2 separate regions of the Sus scrofa genome follow, and region 2 is linked to region 1. The links are chromatin contacts, called in public HiChIP or PLAC-seq maps. All regions are on one chromosome and are shown on one strand. Each heading gives the region's core, a stretch centred on a gene start, on an enhancer-like site or on the middle of the called end of the contact. The rest is flanking DNA. Distances are from core to core; before and after follow the strand shown. Region 1 holds the start of SLC10A7 (solute carrier family 10 member 7). Region 2 overlaps SLC10A7 (solute carrier family 10 member 7).

The links. HiChIP or PLAC-seq counts read pairs in DNA pulled down with a chosen protein or histone mark.
Region 2: a contact with region 1 is called in an H3K27ac HiChIP or PLAC-seq map of alveolar macrophages. The contact joins the enhancer-like site here to the promoter of SLC10A7 in region 1. A contact is called at or near these places in 5 of 47 Hi-C or Micro-C datasets (embryonic fibroblasts, liver, mesenchymal stem cells and 1 more) and 2 of 2 datasets of contacts at active chromatin or transcription factors (alveolar macrophages and skeletal muscle).

Annotation. Positions count from the first base shown.
Region 1 is chr8:82,112,123-82,117,559 of Sscrofa11.1, reverse strand. It overlaps SLC10A7 (solute carrier family 10 member 7), which reads right to left and starts at 2,451. Exons shown (of 12, transcript NM_001137640.1): 1 at 2,157-2,451. The coding sequence starts at 2,256.
Region 2 is chr8:82,258,384-82,263,820 of Sscrofa11.1, reverse strand. The region is part of intron 5 of SLC10A7 (solute carrier family 10 member 7); the gene reads right to left. Among named protein-coding and RNA genes, the nearest start is that of SLC10A7, 150 kb to the right of the region's middle. Within about 2 kb of position 2,705, at least 2 of the 83 cell types and tissues checked have an H3K27ac peak or open chromatin away from gene starts, as enhancers often do. A contact at or near this core is called in alveolar macrophages, where this site is marked.

The sequences.
Region 1 (5,437 bases), core at 1,202-3,701:
TGAGCCAGGCCAGGGATCTAACCTGCATTCTCATGGATGAGAATCTGAGAGCCACGATGGCTGAGCCACGATGGGAACTCCAAGATTCTCCTCTTTTATAATTAAACAAAGAAAGGAATCATCCTGGATGAACAGCCTAAGGACTAGTGAACAGGAAAAGAATATTTCTAAGATACAATAACTACCAAAACTTCAAGAAGCAGAGTCTGGGGGAACAGATAAGATTACAGAATCCATCTGACACAGGCTGGGGTCCAGGGGAGCCCTAGGGAAATGATTCAGCATTCAACAACTCTCCTTCCCACTGAGCAGCCAGGGACTGTTAAGGTAAAAGGTATTTTACCAAACCTAGTCTCTGCAGATCTAAACTTGAAGCTCACACATCACCTGTAATTTCAGCCTAATTACTGCCTAATTCAGCCTGAGCAAATAAGAGCTCTAACTCGAGAATCTATAAAGTTTGCAACGGGAGCTAGTGAAATGTGCGTTCCAGATCACCACAAAAAGTCTCTCTTACATTAATTCTTACTACCTGGTTAGCCACAGGAACAGGGGAACTCATTTGACACAAACTGAATAGCAACATTCACAAGTTTTCCAAAGACTCCCAGAGAAGCCACGTCAAAGAAGAAACTGGTAACTTCAGAGAGGTAAGTAACCATCACAGATCGATTTACTCTCAAGGTTACAAACCCTATACATTTTGGACTAAGTTGATTATAAAAGAAAAGAGCATAAAATGAACAAAAAAAGTTTGAGTCCCCACAATCTTTGTTCAAAATATTCCTTTTATTTATTTATTTATTTATTTATTTATTATTATTATTATCTTGTCTTTTTGCCTTTTTTAGGGCCGCTCCTGCAGCATATGGAGGTTCCCAGGCTAGGGGTCCAATCGGAGCTGTAGCTGCCGGCCTTCGCCAGAGCCACAGCAACGCGGGATCCGAGCCACGTCTGAGGCCTACACTCACAGCTCACGCCAGATCCTCAACCCACTGAGCAAGGCCAGGGATCAAACCCGCAACCTCATGGTTCCTAGTCAGATTCGTTAACCACTGCGCCACGACAGGAACTCCCAAAATATTCCTTTTAAATATTCCCTGGATCTCTGTCTAAATGGAGGTATAGAGGGTAGAAGGAACCACTGTTCTCCTGAGAGATCATTTCATTCACTTCCATCTTGTTTGAACAAAAAGGTAGAAGTAACTTCAAATATCCTCCTGAGCAAGTGCATTAAAAAAATGTATGTGTTCGCTTCCGTCCCTGTTGGTCCGTGATATTTGACTAAAGTACAAAACCTGTCAATAAGTGTGAAAACCACCAAACAAGGTCCAAAAGGCAATGAACTGAAGGGATTCAATTAATGTTTATGAAAAGTGGGACTTGATCGTCTAAGGGATAGGGGGTGGGACTGGCCTGAAAGGCTAAGGTTATTTCCAAGTCATTTGCACCAATGCCCATCCACGCATTACAAAGCTCCCACTCTTCAGAGATCTGAGTATGATTTTAGCCTGCCTACATTTCCTTGCCAAAATACACACGCCACTGGTCTAACACAGCCTAAATCTGTGAGACTGCTAAGTGTAGCCACTGAGTCCCGGCAGCGCACGGAAGCAGTGAGTGCAACGTGTCACTAGGCTTGGGAGTTTGTGGAGCGGCAGCAACTGCAGCAAATCATCACTCTCCAACATGTGGGCCACCAAATCTGGGTTGGAGGAAGAAGAGGTGCCCCTTTTTTTCTTCCTCCACTCTTTTTTTAAAGTGGGGGATGGGGGGAGGGAAACGGACGTGGTAATGGTGTCCACCCCAAGATAGATAAGGAATCCCTGGCAACCTAGCGTCCCCTGGGATAGGATGCTACTTTGAAGGCAAGAGGGTAAGTTTCATTCTCACTCCTTGACACGAAGGATACTCACTGATTGTTCGCGGAAAAGGCAACCTGCGTTCAAATCCCCATGGCCCATCCTAGTTATAAAATCCTCTCTGGGGTTGGCAAATGGAAAAATCAGCAAAAGGACCAAAGGACACCCTGGTTGGTCGGTGCCCCTAAGAGAGAGGCAGACACTCCCCCATTCCGGTCTCCCCTTCTTCCCAAGACTCACATATTAGTTCCGAGATGGGAATCGCGGTGGAGCACGAAAAGGTTCAGCACTTACCCCCATTCACCCCTATGGACGGCTCCAGCTTTGCTCCGGCGATGGCCAATACTATTCCAATCATGAACCATTCTTTCCTTATTCTCTCCAGCAGCCTCATGTTTGTTAGGGTGGGTGGGTTTTGTTTATTTGTTTGGCTTTTTTTCTTTTTAAGCTGCGATTGCTTAATCTCCGGGGCGTCTCCACACTTTCCACGGTCCCACCTGACATGCAGTAGAGCAAGTCAAATTGATACTTGTAAATTAAAGACCAGTGGGTTGCTCCGGCGGCTCAGAGGAGGGCTGGGAGTAGTAGTATCCAGTGACAGGAAAGTCTCACTGAGCGCCGCCATCACTACCGTAAGCCTCCTAATAGAGGCGCACAAACCCCCCCCCCCCCCAGCCGCTCTTGGCCGCGGCTTCCAAGTGCAAAAGCTCTGAAGCAGACACTTGAGCCGGGCCGGCCACGCAGGTAGTTGGAGACGAGAAGCTGGCCGCCGGGTAGGGCTGACAGACTCACCACCAATAAGGCCTGCAGAACCGTAGAGATGACGGGGGCGGGGAGCGGCATGAGAAGCCACAGCCACCTAGCTCTATTAAGAGTCCCGCTACAACAAATCTTTAGCACAGCCGCCAGCACCTCTGGAACACATCCACAGAGAGACTCATTTTCTTTGCCATGAGCCTGAGGGAAAGGGTCGCGTGCGCTTAAGGCTGCGGTTTCTCCGTCGGCTGCCGCGGAGGGGGAATGCGGAGGGTTTTTTTCTTAGGCGAGCTTCTTCGAAGAACTACGACGCTCCCCCGACGCCGGCGTTGACGTGTACACCAGGGAAGGGGAGGCGGTTCTCACTCTCCCAGTTCCCGGCCGGAGTAGCTGGAGGTAGTTGCGCTCTCTAAACCCGCGCGGGAAAGCGGCTCCCTTGTGGCGGGGAGCTTTAGCCCCGGAAATGTGTTAAGAATTAGGCACTGAGCCGACGCCCACAACCGCAAGATCTCTGCCGCCCGGGAGGGAGGGCGGGAACCGCCAGGTCCACCGCTCGCGGGTGTGTACTGGGCCCCCGACCTTCTTCGCCGACACCGGCTTAGGAGTGGGGAGGACTGCAGGGGTTCATCCCCCTATCTGGAAGCGGGGACCAGCTCCTTCTTTGGGGATGGCGGGTGAGTGCTCGAGCTCGCTCTCTGCCACCCTGCGAAGCTGGCAATGGGCGGCGTGGCGGTCTGAGCTCGCCTGGATGGAGGCTGCACGCTCTCGCTGGGTCCCTAGAACTTACCCACCCGGACAGCAGGGCCACTGTGCGAAGTGGGTCAGGATCCACAAGGCATAAGTTGTGAGGCCCTGAGTGGAGGGAGGCACATGCCTTCCGTTGTCCCACGTGCTGATTCTGTCCGTCCCCACTTCTCCCTGGAAGCGTTTTCTGGCAACCAGCGATATTGATAAGTTTCATGAATGGACTTCCTACCCATAGGCCCTGCAGGAACTCAGCTCCGTCCATTATGCACCCAAATAAATCAGGGAATTGCTGTGTTACTTAACCAGAACTCTTTGATCTGCTTAGAGCAGAATCAAACTCATTGGAAGTTTTTTGTTGGTTACTTAAAAGAATGCAGTGCGCTGTGAATTCTGCATTTATTTCCCGTGGCTACTGTAACAAATACCTAAAACTAGAGGCTTTAAAATAATTTAAATTTAGGAGTGCCCGCTGTGGAGCAGTGGGTTGGGATCTGGCAATACCAGCAGTGGTATAGACTGAAATTGCAGCTGGAATCTGATCCCTAGCCCAGAAACTTACATATACTAGGGTGCGGCTGGAAAAGGAAAGAATAAAATAAAGTAATGAAAATTTAGTCTCATAGCTCTGGAAGCCAGAAGTCGAAAATTAGGGTTTTGGCATGGCCCTACTTTTTCTGGAGGCTCCAAGGAGAAAATAAATTCTTCCCTGTCTCGCTCTCGCTCTCGCTCTCTCTCTCTCTTTTTTTTTTTTTTTTTTTTTTTTTTTTTTTTTTTGGTTTTTAGGGCTGCACTTGCAGCATATGGAAGTTCCCAGGCTAGGGGTGGAATCAGAGCTGCAGCAGAGGGCCTACATCGCAAGCACAGCAACTCAGGATCCAAGCCATGTCTGCAATCTGCACCACAGCTCATGGCAACTCTGGGTCCTTAACCCACTGAGCAAGACCAGGAGTGGAACCAGCATCCTCATGAATCCTGGTAGGTTCATTACCACTGAGCCCTGACAGGAATTCCCTCTAGGACATTTTTGAGCAAGGAGAAAACATTGTTCTTAGAAAGTCACTCTGGCTGTTGAGTAGAACAGAAATTTTAAAAAAAAATGGAAGAGGCTTTTGGAGTGTTTGAAAGAAAATATCCTGTTGGCCTGCCCTGGAAGGTCAATAGTAAAGGGGAAGAAAAAAAGGCAATCATTTCCATTTGGGTTCCAGAGGCAGACAGCACTTGCTGCAGAAGTGGGTATAGATGAGTTAGGGAAAGAGAAATCAGGATGACTCCTAAGGTGGAGATAAATCCACTATTGGGGTGAATATTGGTATCAGTTTACAAAGATGAAAAAGATAGGGAAGAGCAGATTTAGTGAGGAAAATCAAGACTTATTTTGAGACAGCTTTCAGAGGCCTGTTAGAAATTCAGGTGGAAGGAGTTCCCATTGTGGCTCAGCAGGTTAAGAACCTGACTAGTATCCATGAGGATGCAGGTTCAATCCCAGCCTCACTCAGTGGGTTAAGGATCTGGTGTTGCTGCAAACTGCTGCGTGGTTTGCAGATGTGGCTTGGATCCGGTGATGCTGTGGTCGTGGTGCAGGCTGGCAGCTGTAGCTCCCATTTGACCCCTAGCCTGGGAGCTTCATATGCTGTGGGTAACGCCCTAAAAAGCCTAAAAATTTTAAAATAAAGAATTGTTTTGCCTCTCCTTGGCTTGCGTGATCTTTTCTCTCTGCTCGCACACATCCCTGGTGTCTCTCCCTCTTCTTATTAAGATACTAGTCTGGGAGTTCCCTTGTGGATCAGTGGTTAACGAATCCAACTAGGAACCATGAGGTTGAAGGTTCAATCCCTGGCCTCGCTCAGTGGGTTAAGGATCCAGTGTTACCGTGAGCTGTGGTGTAGGACAGCAGCTCTAGCTCTAGCTCTGATTAGACCCCTCACCTGGGAACCTCCACAGACCTCGGGTGTGGCCCTAAAAAGCAAAAATAAAAGAAGACAAAGAGATGGGAGATGAAAGCAGAGTCTGGAGTGATGGGGTCACTAGAACCAGTCATGACCCCAGAAATGCAGCCTCTAGCAGCTGGAGAA
Region 2 (5,437 bases), core at 1,456-3,955, 150 kb before region 1:
GATGTGTTTCTCCTCCTATAGTTTTTTTAGAAATGGTATTTGGTATTGGAGTTTGTGCGTTAGACTGAAAAGATGCTAGGAGGGAATTTAGAAGTGTTTCCAGTTTGGCCATCACTGACTCCCTAGCAATAGCTCATTCACATCCATGGAGTTCATTTTCCAAAACTGTACCTTACATAAAGGCTGGCTTTGGATTTCTAACCTGTCTTTCTGTACCCACCCAACAGCCCCAAATAGAAACCTGGGGGTTGACCTTAACTCCTCTGCCTTTTATCTGCTACCCCCACACACACCAAGGGCTTCTAGTCCACTTCTTAAACAACTTTGCTTCTCACCGTTCCCACCACTGCTTTACTCCAGGCTAGCGTTCTTTCCCTGTTGAATCACTGTACCAACCTCATAATTAATCTCCACACCGCCAGTCTGGCCTGCTCCAGTCACATGTCCCATGTGCAGTCAAGGTGGTCCCTCCATGCTAATAACGACTAAGTTTTCTACAGCGCTTACTCTGTGCTCGGTACTTTATGAGCACAATCTCATTTGATGTTTATAACAACCCCCGGAGGGAGGTACTGCATTCCTCTTTCCATTTATTTATGTATTTACGTATTTATTTATTTTTAATGTTTTATTTCTTTGGGGTTTTTGTTTTGTTTTATTTTGTCTTTTTAGGGCCACACCTGTGGCATAAGGAAGTTCCAGGCTAGGGGTCGAATTGGAGCTGCAGCTGCTGGCCTACACCACAGCCACAGCTACGCCAGATCCGAGCTGTATCTGTGACCTACACCACAGCTCTCGGCAGTGCCAGATCCTTAACCCACTGAGTGAGGCCAGGGATCAAATCTGAGGATTTGTGGGTGCTAGTCAGGTTCATTACTGCTGAGCCACAACGGGAGCGCCTCCTCTTTCCTTTTAAATGGAGTCATTGAAGCTTAAAGAGGAAGAATAGCTTCCTCATGATGACTTAGATAAGAAAGGAGTCTGCAAATCTGACCAGGCTGCTCACCCCACTTGCCCTTAACCTCCTCAAATGAGCCAGTGCTGGGCCTCTGCCTGGAACACATGTTTCTCTACTCTCTGCTCCCCACTTCCCTGATGCCCCATCTTTCAAGCTACAGCACTCCTGAGGTCCCTGAGGGGTAAAGCCTCTATTTACATACTCTCATAGCTCCCTATCTTCTCTCATAGCATTTTTCACAGTTTATTTTGATATCTGTTTAACTGTCTTCTCCACTAGATGCAAAGTCTGTGAGCAGGGGTTGGTCTGTCTTACTTATTACTGGTCCTGTGGCCCCCACACACTGCCTAACTTTTAGTAGGCATTCAACAAATGTTAAAAGAAAAAAAATGTCAGCAAAATATTTTGTGATTGGTGAATTGTTCAGTGAGAAATACAATGGATCACAAAATGGCAAAATAAACCATCAAATAGAAATTACATTCTCTTCTCAAATAGCTCCCAAATAGATCATTGGGGAGGCTGTACACTTGCTGTAAGTTCCTTGAGTAAAGTGTCTGTATCTTACTCGTTTCCACAGTGCTTTCCACACGATGGGATTTATTACAGGACGGTCAAGCAGACTGCTTGTGATGCCTCTCTTTGGTGATTTTCCCCACCCACCACTCAAGACACACTCTAGACTCCCCTCCTTTGAAAATACAGACTAATCTGAATTCTAGCTCCATCTAGTGTATGACCTTAGAAAAAGCTTAAACCCTTATGCACCTCAGTATCTTCATCTGTAAAATGGACGTAATAATGGTACCTAGGTATGGTTGTTAACACAACCGACACCATCTTGGACCCTGACAGTTTCTCCTGTCCTTCTGCTGACCCTACCCAGTAATTCAGCTCTCTGTTGTCAAGGGCTTTTGGGGCATGCATCCAAATTATTTTAGTACCTCATGGTAGCTGACTTTATTTATTATTATTATTATTATTTTTGTCTTTTATCTTTTTAGGGCTGCGCCCGCACGGCTTATAAAGGTTCCCATGCTAGGGGTCTAATCGGAGCTGTAGCTGCCTGCCTATGCCACAGGCAGAGGAACACCAGATTGGAGCTATATCTGCGACCTACAGCACAGCTCACAGCAACGCCGGGTCCTTAAGCCGCTGAGCGAGGCCAGGGATTGAACCCACAACCTCATGAGTCCTAGTTGGATTCGTTTCCGCTGTGCCACGATGGGAACTCCAATGGTAGCTGACTTTACAACTGAGTTCAACATTCAGGTTTAAAGTTTATCTTTACTTAAAGCAAAGGTAACAGAAGTTTTAAATTAAATGATTAGATTAAATCATTAAATTCAACCTGAGAGTCTTAATATACCAACATTTTTTAGAATTATTGATGAATGATGCTTCAAAATTACTACACTTAGCGGTAAAGAAAGAGATGGTGACCAAATTATCAATATCCAAAAGTTCTGCTCAGGCTCCATAAGGTGGGTAGTACTGTTTCTTAAGGTATAGTAATTTTATTCAAATGAAGCAATGTTTTAGGCATTCAAATTCTGGAGTCAGATAGTCTGTTTAAGTCTTGGCTCTGTCTCCTGCTGGCCATGAGGACTTACACAAGGCTTTTTGTTTTTTTATAGTTTGAGATCACGGTAGGTTCACATGCAGTTATAATAAACAGTATAGTGAGATCATGTACTCTTCACCCACTTTTCCCCAATGGTAACCTCTTGCACAACTTTAGTACATTATCACAGCCAGCTCACTGGCGGTGATTACAGGCCATGTGTCTTATACAGATTTCACCAGTTTTACATGTATTTGTGTGTGTGTATAACTGTACACAACTCTATCATGTGTAGATTCGTATGACCATCACCAGTCTAGGCAGAGAACATCTCATTGAACAAGCTATCTAATGTCCCTATGTCCTCTTCAATAAAACTCAGAGAATTCAGTTTTATATCCTTTATCCAAAAATCTTGGGGCCAGATGGGTTTCAAAACTTTTCACATTTATGAAGGGCTGTGTGGAGTATATATACTTAAGAAGCCACTCCAGCAAGCTCTGGGGAAGTATTCTCTAAACAAATACATTATATATCTCTGCAGCAAAATATATTAGTATTCATATTTAATGAGATAAATAAAGACAAAACAACAACAACAACAACAACAACAAAACAGCCTCATGTCATTTCGGGTCAGATATTTCCCTGCCCCAAACTCTTTCTCTTTTGCCCTTGGTTTTCGGAGCTTTTCCATTTCTGGGTGTGGACAAGACCTGTGATTCCTCTTTTGTGGGGCTGCAGTAAGTATTGAATGATAACACATGTGGAGAGTACACAGGCCTCACTGAGCCATATTCAGCTGTCAATGTCCTTTCTGTCATCAACATTATTATAATTTTGACAGACTGGAAAATATAAAGTGTTAAAAGCGATGATTGCTGTATAATGGAATTCTAAGTGAATTTTATCTTGGTATCTATATCTTATAAATTCTTTGTAATGGACATTTTACCACTTTTGGAATAAAAGAGTTTTACACAACTTAAGAAAATATTTATTCTCCTCTCATTTGAAAGGATTTACTTTCTTAAGTATTTCCTTCCAGAGTTTCTTGGTCTTGCCTTTTCTTTTATCACACGGACAACAATTCTTCTGAGTTTCTTGTGCTGAAAATGTTCTTGGGTCATAAATTTATTAGGGTCATAGATACTTTATTCTTTGACTCCATATTCAGAATTATTTCCTCTCTGAGCAATTTTTTTTTTTTTGGCTACGCATACTGAAAACATAGGTTAGCTCATCTACAAGGTATCTCTTCAGTTCTTGAGTTACTGGAATAATTATTTATAGGTCTGCAAGCTGTTTAATATCATAATAGTAAGATACCAAGATGAATACCAATATTCTCACATTAATTCTCCTAACATTTGTGGTCTCTGCCTCCATAAAAGAATATTTTAAAATTATAACTAGGAGTTCCCGTCGTGGCGCAGTGGTTAATGAATCCGACTAGGAACCATGAGGTTGCGGGTTCGATCCCTGCCCTTGCTCAGTGGGTTAACGATCCGGCGTCACCGTGAGCTGTGGTGTAGGTTGCAGACGCGGCTCGGATCCCGCGTTGCTGTGGCTCTGGCGTAGGCCGGTGGCTACAGCTCCGATTCGACCCCTAGCCTGGGAACCTCCATATGCTGCGGGAGCGGCCCAAGAAATAGCAAAAAGACAAAAAGACAAAAAAAAAAAAAAAAAAAAAAAAGCTAAAAACCAAAACCAAAAACAACAAAACAGGACAGAACAAACAAACAACAAGTTCTTTGGCTTTCCTTAGTACCGTCCAGCGCAGTGCTGTCTAAGAGAACTTTCTACAGTGATGGAAAGGTCAGTGTACACCGTTCAACATAAGAGCCACTTGCCACATGTAGCTGTTTAAACACTTGCAATGTGGCTAGTGCAACCAAGGGCCTAAATTGTAAATTTTATTTAATTTTCTAATTAATTTAAATTTAAATTTAATTAGCCACATGCGGTTAGTTACTAGTGTATTGGACAGTGCAGGTCCACAAAACGCCAATTGTTTACGAATTCTTTTTCAATGGAGACACTGAACGCCACTTCTATTTTTAAATGATGTGTAATGTTACCCACAGGATGAAATTTAGGAGCTCTTTTCCACAATTGTACTTGAAAAGAATCGACAGAACCTGCATGAATCAAAGTTTCTGTTTCATTGCATTATGTTGGTGGTACTTGGCTTAAGAAAGCATTGCTTTATCCAACATTTGTGTTTGTCTCTTTCTATTCTCTGGTTCTTCCGGCTGTATGACCAAATATGCCTAGTAAATAAATATCCCCAAAGTTGGCTTCAGGCAGACAAACAGTAAAAACAAAACAAAACAATCAACACCACACAGAGTCATTAACAGATAAGCCTGCAAGCAGGGAACAAAAGTGACAAGTGACAAAAGCCGAGTAGAAAACCTATCACTGTCCCAAAAAAAAAAAAAAAAAGACTCCTCAAATTCCACCTCAATATACTGACCTAATGCTCAGTATATTGAAAATTTTGAAAACCCCAGGAAAGCTTTTGTTTCAGCAGTCATTAGCAGCTCACAATTAACGCTTACCAACTCTGCTCTAATCAGTTATTCACTAAGATGTCCAGCATTTCTTGGGAGCCCTCACCTGCACATCTCCGTGGTCTAAGAAATGACACGTGCCTCTTACACTTTTCAGAATAAAGGGTGGACTTTAAGCAGGTTTTAACGCTAAGTAAGAACAAGGGTAAGAGAAGAGAAATCAACTTTTTTTAGTCAAAGCTGAGCTTCTGGCGAGCTGCAGGCAGTGCACAGCGTAAGAGGATCTGGTTCCAGAAAGTGCCCATGTATTGACAGCTAAATACGAGTTTGAAGGGTTAACGGTACAAATGTTCTGTCATTGGTGCTATTACATGGGGCTTTACTTATCCAGAACTGCCA